Regions from separate parts of the Sus scrofa genome. Here regions 2 and 3 are each linked to region 1. The links are chromatin contacts, called in public Hi-C and HiChIP or PLAC-seq maps. All regions are on one chromosome and are shown on one strand. Each heading gives the region's core, a stretch centred on a gene start, on an enhancer-like site or on the middle of the called end of the contact. The rest is flanking DNA. Distances are from core to core; before and after follow the strand shown.

The links. A called contact is a pair of places that touch in the nucleus more often than the background predicts. HiChIP or PLAC-seq counts read pairs in DNA pulled down with a chosen protein or histone mark.
Region 2: an H3K27ac HiChIP or PLAC-seq map of skeletal muscle shows a contact between it and region 1, with 8 times the contacts expected there. The contact joins two enhancer-like sites. A contact is called at or near these places in 8 of 47 Hi-C or Micro-C datasets (embryonic fibroblasts, epiblast stem cells, fetal heart ventricle and 5 more) and 1 of 2 datasets of contacts at active chromatin or transcription factors (skeletal muscle).
Region 3: a contact with region 1 is called in a Hi-C map of retroperitoneal adipose tissue, with 2.7 times the contacts expected there. The contact joins two enhancer-like sites. A contact is called at or near these places in 2 of 47 Hi-C or Micro-C datasets (omental adipose tissue and retroperitoneal adipose tissue) and 1 of 2 datasets of contacts at active chromatin or transcription factors (skeletal muscle).

The regions. Positions count from the first base shown.
Region 1 is chr13:46,045,814-46,049,151 of Sscrofa11.1, forward strand. ADAMTS9 (A disintegrin and metalloproteinase with thrombospondin motifs 9) reads right to left here. Exons shown (of 40, transcript XM_003132298.6): 38 at 1,235-1,339. Among named protein-coding and RNA genes, the nearest start is that of PRICKLE2, 79 kb to the left of the region's middle. Within about 2 kb of position 1,873, at least 16 of the 83 cell types and tissues checked have an H3K27ac peak or open chromatin away from gene starts, as enhancers often do. A contact at or near this core is called in retroperitoneal adipose tissue and skeletal muscle, where this site is marked.
Region 2 is chr13:46,472,702-46,476,039 of Sscrofa11.1, forward strand. The region is part of intron 5 of LOC106505633 (a long non-coding RNA gene); the gene reads left to right. Among named protein-coding and RNA genes, the nearest start is that of ADAMTS9, 270 kb to the left of the region's middle. Within about 2 kb of position 1,605, at least 9 of the 83 cell types and tissues checked have an H3K27ac peak or open chromatin away from gene starts, as enhancers often do. A contact at or near this core is called in skeletal muscle, where this site is marked.
Region 3 is chr13:46,419,273-46,422,610 of Sscrofa11.1, forward strand. The region is part of intron 3 of LOC106505633 (a long non-coding RNA gene); the gene reads left to right. Among named protein-coding and RNA genes, the nearest start is that of ADAMTS9, 210 kb to the left of the region's middle. Within about 2 kb of position 1,604, at least 6 of the 83 cell types and tissues checked have an H3K27ac peak or open chromatin away from gene starts, as enhancers often do. A contact at or near this core is called in retroperitoneal adipose tissue and skeletal muscle, where this site is marked.

The DNA of each region.
Region 1 (3,338 bases), core at 623-3,122:
TCAGCTCACATCGGATTCTTAACCACTGAGCGAGGCCAGGGATCAAACCCGCGTCATCATGGATCCAGTCAGGTTCCTTACCACCGAGACAAAACGGGAACTCCCCAATTTTGATAGGGTTTAGCAAATAAAAATATCGGATGCCCAGTCAGATGTGAATTTCAGAAAACACACACTTTTTCAAGAACAATATGTCCTATACAATGTTTCAGACAGGTATATAGTAAAAAGTCTTCCTTATTTATTTGCAATTCAAATTTCACCAGGTACCTGTATTTTGTCTGGCAACCCCACCTTGGAATAATATCCCACTTGCTAGTTTATTCTCCCCTGCCTCTTACTCACATTTCTGGAGACCCTGTGGGCAGAGGTCATGGCTAATGCAGGACTGGGACCAGAGGCCACACCCTGGTAAGTTTCCTTGCCCAGGGGTCAAGCTCTGGCCCCACATTCTTGGAGCCTCCCAAAAGACTGTGAAGGACAATGCTTTCCACCCAGGCTTATACATTAGCATCACCTGGGGAATTTAACTTCTCCCCCTGCATCAGTGCATCTGGGAGGGGCTGGGCACATGCATGCTAAACTCTCCCACGTGATTCCAACACACGCCCAGGCTGAGAAACAGCACATTGACCAGAACTTTGCCAGCTGTCCTGGCAAAGATCCTGCTCTGAAGCCCCAGAAACTGCATTGTCTACAAGCTCTTGGTTGAGGTGGACGCTCTGCAGGGACACACCCTTAAGCAACAAGATGCTGGAGCATGAAAAACAGACTTGCAGAACCTGTGCGTGCTTCTCAAACTCTCCAGAAACCCTCCTGATTGAAGGACCACAGCCCCATTTGTATTTCAGTTCTTCTGAAACAGACATCATTGTCCTAAGTTCTCACAGGTGGATGGCATGTTGGCTAATTAACTGAGTGTGTAGTCTGAGCCACACACTTTGCTGAGGCTGCTGATTGCTTTTGTTTCCTACCTAGGCATCCTTTTAATCACACCAGTGCTTCGCATGTTCACACTGGGAAGAATTCACCAGAAGGGAAGTAAGACTATGCTCCAGTCACCTGTACATGCTGAACTTTGATTTCCGTCCTCAATTTTCTCCCTGACACTTTGTAAAATGGTTTGAGAAAGTGGAAAAGCACACCCTGCTCCTTTAGCATCACTACCTCAGGGGGAGGGAGAGAGGAAGAAAGAGAAAACAAAACCCATCCTCCAACCCATTGGTAACCTTACCGGGGACTTCTTGATGTCAGAGACAGCATAATTCCCTTGAGAGATCCATCTGGCAGATTCAGCTAGAGACAGGCCAGTTCCATAAAGGTTGATGCTGAAACGACCCTGGAATAAACCGCCAATGAGAAAGATTTTTAGTCCACATGACATCCCAAGCAAAGGCCACACTATCATCAAAGGTAAGGTGGAGAAAAATATTAATTAATTACGATAGCTACTAATGACTGAGGATTCATGGGGAGGGGGGACATTTTATGTACATCATCTCATCCACTCTCACCAGAGCTCTTTGAAAGGAGTTTTCTGTACACACGGTAACACTAAGGCCCGGCGCAGGTGGTTCACTTTTTCCAGGAGACAGGGAGAGCCCAACGCACATTTTCCTGACTTCAAAGTCCTCGCTCTCAAGCACCGCTATTCTGCGTCCCTAACACAGCAATCCTGATGTTGCTCACAATTATCAGATTCCTTCAGAAACAAAATGCCACAGTGTAATTTTTCTAACAAGATCTCGCTGCCAAAGCTTCCTGGGCTTCAGCTCCCCGCGGCGCTGAGCACGCCGAGTCCTAAGCACAGCGGGGCGGGGACTTCAAAGGAGAGGCGCTTTCTCGGGACCTGCCAGCAGAGGGCGCGCGCGACCTGCTCTAGGCTGCGGGGCCCGCACCGCCGCTTCCTTCAGGGGCCAGGGGAACCCGGACCTCCCAGCCTGGATCCGGGATTCCTTCCCAAACGTGGCCTCGGGTGTTTCCCTTTTTCTTTCCAAGGAGTCTGTGCAACGGCGAGTCTCTCTTGCTTTCGCCATCTGGCCATCTGTCTCCGTTTCTTTCTCTCTTTCAAAAATGACTCCGCAAAGTCATCTAAAAAAATACTTGAGGTTTCCTACTCCAAGAAAGTTTCAGAGGTAAAAGTGTACTTTCTGGATGAACGTGCTCACAGTGAGTGAATGCTTCCTCTCTGAGCTTTATGATCGAGTTCTTTGTCAAAGTGGTCTTTAATAAGTCAAGGAGAGCAGCGAGGCGGAGACTCATACTCAATCAGACCTAAGTGTAAATTCAGCTTTTTTTTTTTTTTTTTTAACCTTGTAAGAACGTTGGTTTCTCTACCTGTAAAGTGGAAGCACCTCCTTCAGAAAAGTGTAGAGAGGACTAAATTATGGCTGGTACCTTGTAGATATTCAGAAATACTGATACTGGGAGTTCCCTTGTGGTGCAGTGGGTTAAGGATCTGGCATTGTCACTGCCATGGCTCAGGTTGCTGCTGTGTGTTCATATCTGGCCTGGAAACTTCCGCATGCTGTGGATGTGGCAAAAAAAAAAAAAAAAAAATACTGATATAAGCCCTGATAAAGTCACACACACAACTGTTTTGTGTTACTTTTTTCTCCAATACAACAGTAAGCTCCTTGAGAGGAAGGGCTTGATATTTATTTATTTTTATCAGTTATAGTTTTTAACATGTCTAGACACTTGATAGAGTCTTCCTAAATATTATGTCCAAGCTCTTCAATTAAGACTTCCAGGAAAGTTCATTGTGGCTTAGCAGGTTAACGACCCAACACAGTGTCTGTCCATGAGGATGCAGTTTTGATCCCTGGCCTCCCTCCGTGGGTTAAAGATCAAGCATGGCCACAAGCTGCGGCGTAGGTCATAGGTACGGCCCAGATCCAGTTTTGCTGTGGTGTGGTGTAGGCTGGTAGCTGCAGCTCCAATTAGGCTCCTAGCCTGGGTTCTTCCATATGCTGCAGGTGTGGTCCTAAAAAGAAAAAAAAAAAATTCCAGGACTAGGTATAACTTGGAGGTTTCCTCTCCATGTTGGTTCCATAAATACTTGCTAACCAGAGTTTATGAACTCTTTGGGGCCCTTAAGTTCCACACCTGTACACTGGGGACAAGTAGGATTTCTGTTCACAGAGGTGATGGGAGGACTAAATTTGCTCTAAATCAGTGGAGCGCATCAGAGGTCGAATTTGCTCCCAGGGGAGTTGGCAATATCTGGAGATATTTTTGGTGGTCACGTTACCACAGATGGTGGATGTGTGTGTGCCATTAGCTGCTGGTAGAGAGAGACCAGAGATGTTGCCAAATATCCTACAATGCACAGCATG
Region 2 (3,338 bases), core at 355-2,854, 430 kb after region 1:
GAGAGTCTCTAGTTCTATCCATGTTGCTGCAAACAGGATTATTTTGTCCTTTTAATGGCTGAATAGTATTCTATTGTATATATGTACCACATTTTCTTAATCCATTCACCTGTCGATTAAAGGCCTAAATGTAAGGCCAGATATTATAAAAATGTCAGTATCTTTTGATTCTCCTTAGTGACAGACACACCTACAAGTGAACTTACATATGTGTATGTTTATATGAAACATAGAGGACACAAGAAAGGGTAGGAGACATGAAAAACAGTGGAGGAAGATAAAAATTTCAAGATTCAAATCATGTTGCTGCTACCCCACTTCAGAGAGTCTCTGAGGAAAGAGCTAGAAGGGCTGTTCACCACTCAGCTTCCTTCCAAGAAATGAAATTATGAGCAAAGGAAGGGCCAAGAAAATGCCAATTTGTGTCACACTAACATCTTTGTTAAGGCTGAACATGGACTTCAGAAATGTAAACTTGGAACTCCAGTGAGCACAGCCAGCCTTGAGGGATTGATATTGGGTTCTTCTGAAGGACTGAGGGAGATCCAAGAGGAGATCCAATGAGATACTCACTAATGAGAAAATGTACTGACACTAGGGTTTCATTTGCAAGAGTAGCGAACTCAGAAAAATGGAATCCCTAAAACTGCATTTGGAACTGTCTGTCATTAGAGACAGACAGAGACAGTGATTGCTAGAGAAAAATGAGACAACAGACAAACCAAAGAGAGAGGCTCTAATTGAGAGGACCTGGGGGAACCAATGAAAAAAGAAAAGCCCAAACTTTCCTGCCTCAGGTGCAAACTGCTACATTTGGAATGGCTGGACAAGGGGGCCCTACTGTACAGCAGAGGAAACTGTGTGTGATTGGGTCACTTTGCTGTATAATAGAAATTGAAGTAACATTGTAAATCAACTACAATTTTAAAAAGTGTAAACTTACTGAAAAAAAAACCTTCAAAGGCTACCTTCCTCCTGGTTGGTGGACTGCAGTTGCTTGGAATAACCACCAACGCCTTATACATATTTCAAACTCTCCTTCCTGGGTTTATAATTTTCACAGAGGCAGCTGCAAATGTAAGTCATGAATGTAAGATGATGCTTCTTTGCGGGGTTGTAAAGACAATCTAAGAACAAGTTATTTCAGAGTCACAGAATTCACAGCTGGAGACCTTTTCCATTGCCTAATGCACTTACCCGTGAAGCTTTCATTGTTTCACTCTTACCCAGTTGTATCATTATTTAACTTACCTCATCAGGGAAATCATTGTTTAAAAAATGAATATAAATGGCAAAAGAGTTTTCTACTTATCTGTTCCAGGATAATAGCCTCCCTCCCCCACTTCCCGCCACAGAAGGGTTAGGCCCCTGTGGGTGATGAATGGTTCCAAAGAGTCTGACAGTCCCAGCGAGAGACATGAGAGTAAAAATAACTAGCTGATTACCAATAGGGAGCAAATTGGCCACTTGAGAATTCAGTGGCTGGAGGGACGATGAATGAGAAAACAAAAATCCTCATCAAGAGACTAGGCTTTCTGATTAGTCCAAGCGCTGGTCACCGTGTTCCATGCCTCTCCCTCCCTGCTGTGTGATGATTTACATCCGTTTGGACATCATTTTGTATTTGGGGTAGTCATTTCCAAAAGGGTGTTTAGAAGACTTTGAAGTACTTAATTATAACCAGGAGGCAGTTAGGGGCCAAGAAGTGAAATGGGAGCTGCTGTCTTGGGCTGTGGAACGTTCATGTATAGAAGAAGCCCATGTCTGGTTGGTTTGATCTGGTTTTTCATTCCATCACCCCATAAGGCAGCCTTCCAAGGTTTTCTGGACTCTGGAAGCAAATTAAAATGAGAGTATTCTTGGCCAAGGGAATCCACATTCAAGGCAGCTTCAAGGATTTCAATATGTGAATGGACTGGGCTTTCTGTTAATAGTCAACTACTAAAAATAGAAGTAATTTGAGAATCTTTTGAAGGGAGACCATTTTTACTAGTCTTCATTTGAACAAATCCATTAAATGAGGGAGGATATATAATGAACCATTGACAGGCTAGCCATCCTCAAAAAGCTTCAATGCTAAGTCATATATATGTGAAGAGATGCAGGATGATTAACCACTAGCCCCCAATTGGGCATAGCAATATGAGCTGTAGGAATTAAGAGAAAGAGGAGGATTTTAAGTTAGCTAAGCAGAAAAGGATGCAGGGAAGAAGGATGATATTACCCAGGACTTGAAAAATGAAAAGAACAATGGTAAATTTCTGGGAAAATATGGCTTGAATCTGTTTTTTTTTTTTTTTTTTTTTTTTTTTTTTTTTTTAATGATTTGTCTTGAGTAAGGGGTTCTGGGAAGATGAGCCTGGATATCATTTCCCATGTATGCATGGTCCTTCAACATCAGGCAGGGAATGGCTTTGGTCTTAGGAACAATGGAAGAACATTAATGATTCTGAGTAGAGTCAGAACTGTGTTAGAGATCTGTTATCTTCATAGGACAAAAACAATGTTCTCTGAAACTTTACCAACTGGAAAGATCAAAAGTTAAGCCCATCAATTGATTCTTCTTTGGTGTAGACACCTGCACTATGGGAAAGAAGAATGCATAACACAGTGCCTGACACATGGAAGGGTTACCCAATACTACTGAATAGATGAATGAAACTGAAGGTACTAGTATTTCTAGAAAGAGCTGAGGAAGACCTGAGGTTACCTCAGCCCTCTCAAGAGGCAGGGATGAATGATTTGAAGAGGATCAGGTTAGAGGTTAAGTGAACTTGGGTATTTGACTTGACCTTCCTGGGTCTTTATCTCCTCACTTAAAAAGACAAAGATAAGTTTGTGAATAGGATCTAACTACACAAAGTTTCTTGTATGTATGTTTGGGGACACAGATGCCTGAATAGCTTGAATCGAGTGCTTGGAGGAGCCCAATATTCCACTTAAAGTTAAAAACCTGGGGATTAAATTTCCTTCATACTTTAAGAGGCTGAGATTCTCAGAATCCAAGGATGTTTCTCTTCCCTGGAAGGACAATTGGAATGCCTGACCCCACAACTCTGCTAATTTTGTCATCTTGGAGGTCCATGGCTGATTGGTTTCACTGAAATGAGGAGGAAAGAATTTTGCTTCTAAGCATCAACTCAGATTCCCCAGCAATTTAAGGAGTATTATTGATCTGATCAGCCATGCTGGGGTGTAATTGACCATCAAAAGAGACAAATCACTGAAAGTCACTTGCTCCATCAGAATGTGACATTGGCAAAGTGTAATCTCTGACACAGCCCTTTTTTGTAGAATTGTTTTTTTTCCATTTCTGCTTCCTTTCTTTACAATGGCTT
Region 3 (3,338 bases), core at 354-2,853, 370 kb after region 1:
GGTCCTTAATTGTACACTCTTTAAGGATGCCTGTCTCCGAATACCTGTATCTGTGTATGTTGGTATTGCCTATATAACTAGATTGCACCAACACCATTTATCACCCTTCCTGGTAGATCCTCCCAGAACCAGCCATTAGAAAACTAACAAACAGACATGAGGTTTGAAGGTAGAAATTCCTGAAATACTTATTGAATGAATGCAACAATCAAAATCTTTTACTCCTTACCTTACTCCTTTTCCTAATACTTCACATTTAGCAACCTTACTCCTTTTCCTAATACTTCACATTTAGCACTCTCTGCGATTTCTGTCTGGATCCCCCTTTTCCTAGGATTCCCTAGCAAACTCCCATTTATGCTTTCAATCTCAGCTCTGAATCAACTATAATGGAAAAAATAAAAATCACAAAATAGATAGATAAATAAATTCCACTTAAAAAAAAAGTATCTGCAGACAAGTCCTCTGTTCCCCCAACTTTCTACCTCTCTCACCTCCCTCTCCTTTCTGACTTCATGGGATGGGCTCTGCAAAGAGCTCTGTCAAGTATCTACATGCAGTGCGCCATACGGCAGTGATTCTTCATGAATGGTCAATCCCACCCCACTGAGGATATATGAGGTGCAGTAGGTATGTGGTACATGGGGGAACAGGTCCACTTGCTTATGCATTTATTTTCATGTGCATTTGTAACCATGTAACTAATACATCAGACGCTGGATTTCGCAGAGTGTATGGATGAGAATGAGGCTAAGTGAAAAAGAGAGACAGAAAGTCATTTTAAAGAAAAGTAGTGAGTGAGTGATATCCTCTTGATATGGTTTTAAGGAAAAAAATCTGTGAAAGTGGGGTGTGTTCATTCAGTCAGGGTTTGGAGCACCAGGCTGGCGTGTGGAAAAGGCAGGTGTGCTGTAACATAGGCTTCTTCATGTCCATCTCTATTTCAAGGAGGCAGCTCCAGGTGGGGCAGGGTTAGGACCTAACCCAGCCTCATAACTCCCAGAGTTGGAGCTCAGGCGTGGTTGGCTGAATCAAATCGGGGAGAACTGAATTTAAAAACTCTGTCTCAGGGAATTCCCGTTGTGGCTCAGGGGAAACGAATCTAATTAGTATCCATGAGGATGTGGGCTTGATCCCTGGCTTTGCTCAGTGCGTTAAGGATCCAGCATTGCCATGAGCTGTGGTGGAGGTCGCAGACATGGCTTGGATCTCTCATTCTGTGGCTGTGGCGTAGGCCAGTGGCTACAGCTCCTATTCGACCTCTAGTCTGGGAACCTCCATATACCACAGTTATGGCCCTAAAAAGCAAAAAATAAAAAATAAAAAAAATTAAAATAAATAAATAATAAAAACTCTGTCCAAGCATCAGCTTTGCCCTCCTTAAAGCACTATTGTTTTCTGCTCCCTGGAACAGAGGGAAAACATGAAAAGGGGAAGGAAGATCACAGCTCCTCCTCCCCCCTCCACATCCCTAAGTGGGTCCAAACAGACCATGACAGGAGCCTCTCCCCATCTAATCCCACCAGATGCCTTTGTTTGCTTAGGTCATCTTCCTGGGTGTTCTAGCCAACATGAAAGCATACCAAGGCATGTGCGAAGAGTGCTTATTGCCATTAAAACAATTAACCAAGGACTCTCAGAGTCTTCACCATGAACAGTAGTAGTTTTACCCACGTAGGCATCTGCTAACTCCATTGAGCAAACATTATTACCTAGCTAATGGGAAGTTACTGAAAGAGAGGAAAAGCAAAACTCCAAAATCACCCAGAGGGAAAACTGAGTCAACTAGCACTTGCCAGAGGAGACTGAAGGCTGGGAGTGGAGGGGAGAGGTCCCCCAGGTCTCTTCTCCATGGAGGCTGCTGAAATGGCCCAATTCTGAAGGTCTTTGTGTAAGAGGTGAGGGGGTGTGGTGGACCCAAGGGGGTGTGGCTGGCTGCAGAACAAAGAAAGGAAAAGGGAAAGGCAAAGGTGCTTCCACTTTTCAAGGTGACATAGTTGAACGAATCCAAAACTGAATTGGCTCTAATCACTGGTGATTCATTTTGAGAAAATCACAAAGGGGCTCTTTTCCCCTCCTCCTCCCCCAGTTTCCGCTTTAGGGATTTCCCAGGCTAAGAGGGCAGCACAGTTTGTGTCACTGGGTTTAAGAAACCAAGAAATGATAAAGTGAAACAGATCAACTACCCTCCTAAGGATCTTAACCCTGTGTTTACAAAAATTCTTTTAACAACAATTTATCTATGATCAAATCTGGATTCTTGTAAGTCCCTATACTATGGGACTTCTGATTTTCTTTTTCTCTAGATTTTCCAACTTTGTTTAAATGGTCAGAAATCCACCTAGAAAAAAAATGACAAGTTAAAATTATAATCAGTTACACCTGCTGTTAATTACCAGGTATGAGGTGCAGCTCTCCCTTTATGGAGAGTGGTTAGGTATCTTTAATTGGGAAACTTCACTGGAGCATCAATATAATTTCATTTCTATTTGACTGAAAATAACAGTTACTATTTTGAGGGTCTTGTGTATTCCAGGCACTTAACATACATCCTTTTCTTTATTTCACAAAAAAACCCCAAAGAGATAAGTAATATTTCTTCACTGAACTACTAAGAAAACTAGGACCTATAAAAACTAAGTGATTGGTCTACAACCACCCAGCTAATTAGAGGCAGAGCCAAAATATGAACTTCAGGTTTTATCTGTTCTAAATTATAGGTCTTCCACTTCCCTTTTGCTGTTCTAGAAACTCTATAGAAAAAGGACTTAAGGAAAGGGAAGTGGGAGTTAGTAGTCAAGTAAAATATGAATTATCACAAAGAACCATCACAAATGGCATATCTCTTGTTATGAAATAATTGAACAACCTTACTTCTTCCTTTGTATGTGCTGGTCATCCTCTCTGATCTCCTTGGGCATGTATGTGCCCTAATGTCCCCGGCCTATCCCCCAGTCAGATAACCTCAAACCACACTAACATCGCCCTATTTATTTTGTTAATGGTTGGGAAGATGGAGAATGGACATTTATGGGACATGCACTGTTTATTAAACTATTTAATTCCTGTTTGTGAGTACTAAGGGCACAGTGTTCAGCACTCACTCATTTCCAAGAGGTTCCTAGGTTCTGAAAAGTTTCATCATGACTGTAGATTCTCTCTTGTCATTTCTAATTCTAGGAGTACCTTCTCTCACTGTGAGAATTGAATAGCCAGGGTCAGTAGAGATGGAGGGAAAACAAAAGGGCTAACATCTCTCAAAGGAGCCAATCAGAGAAAGTGAAGGGAATGCCAACCTTCAAGGACCAGAGTTTGTGACTCTCTGCCATACCCAGACC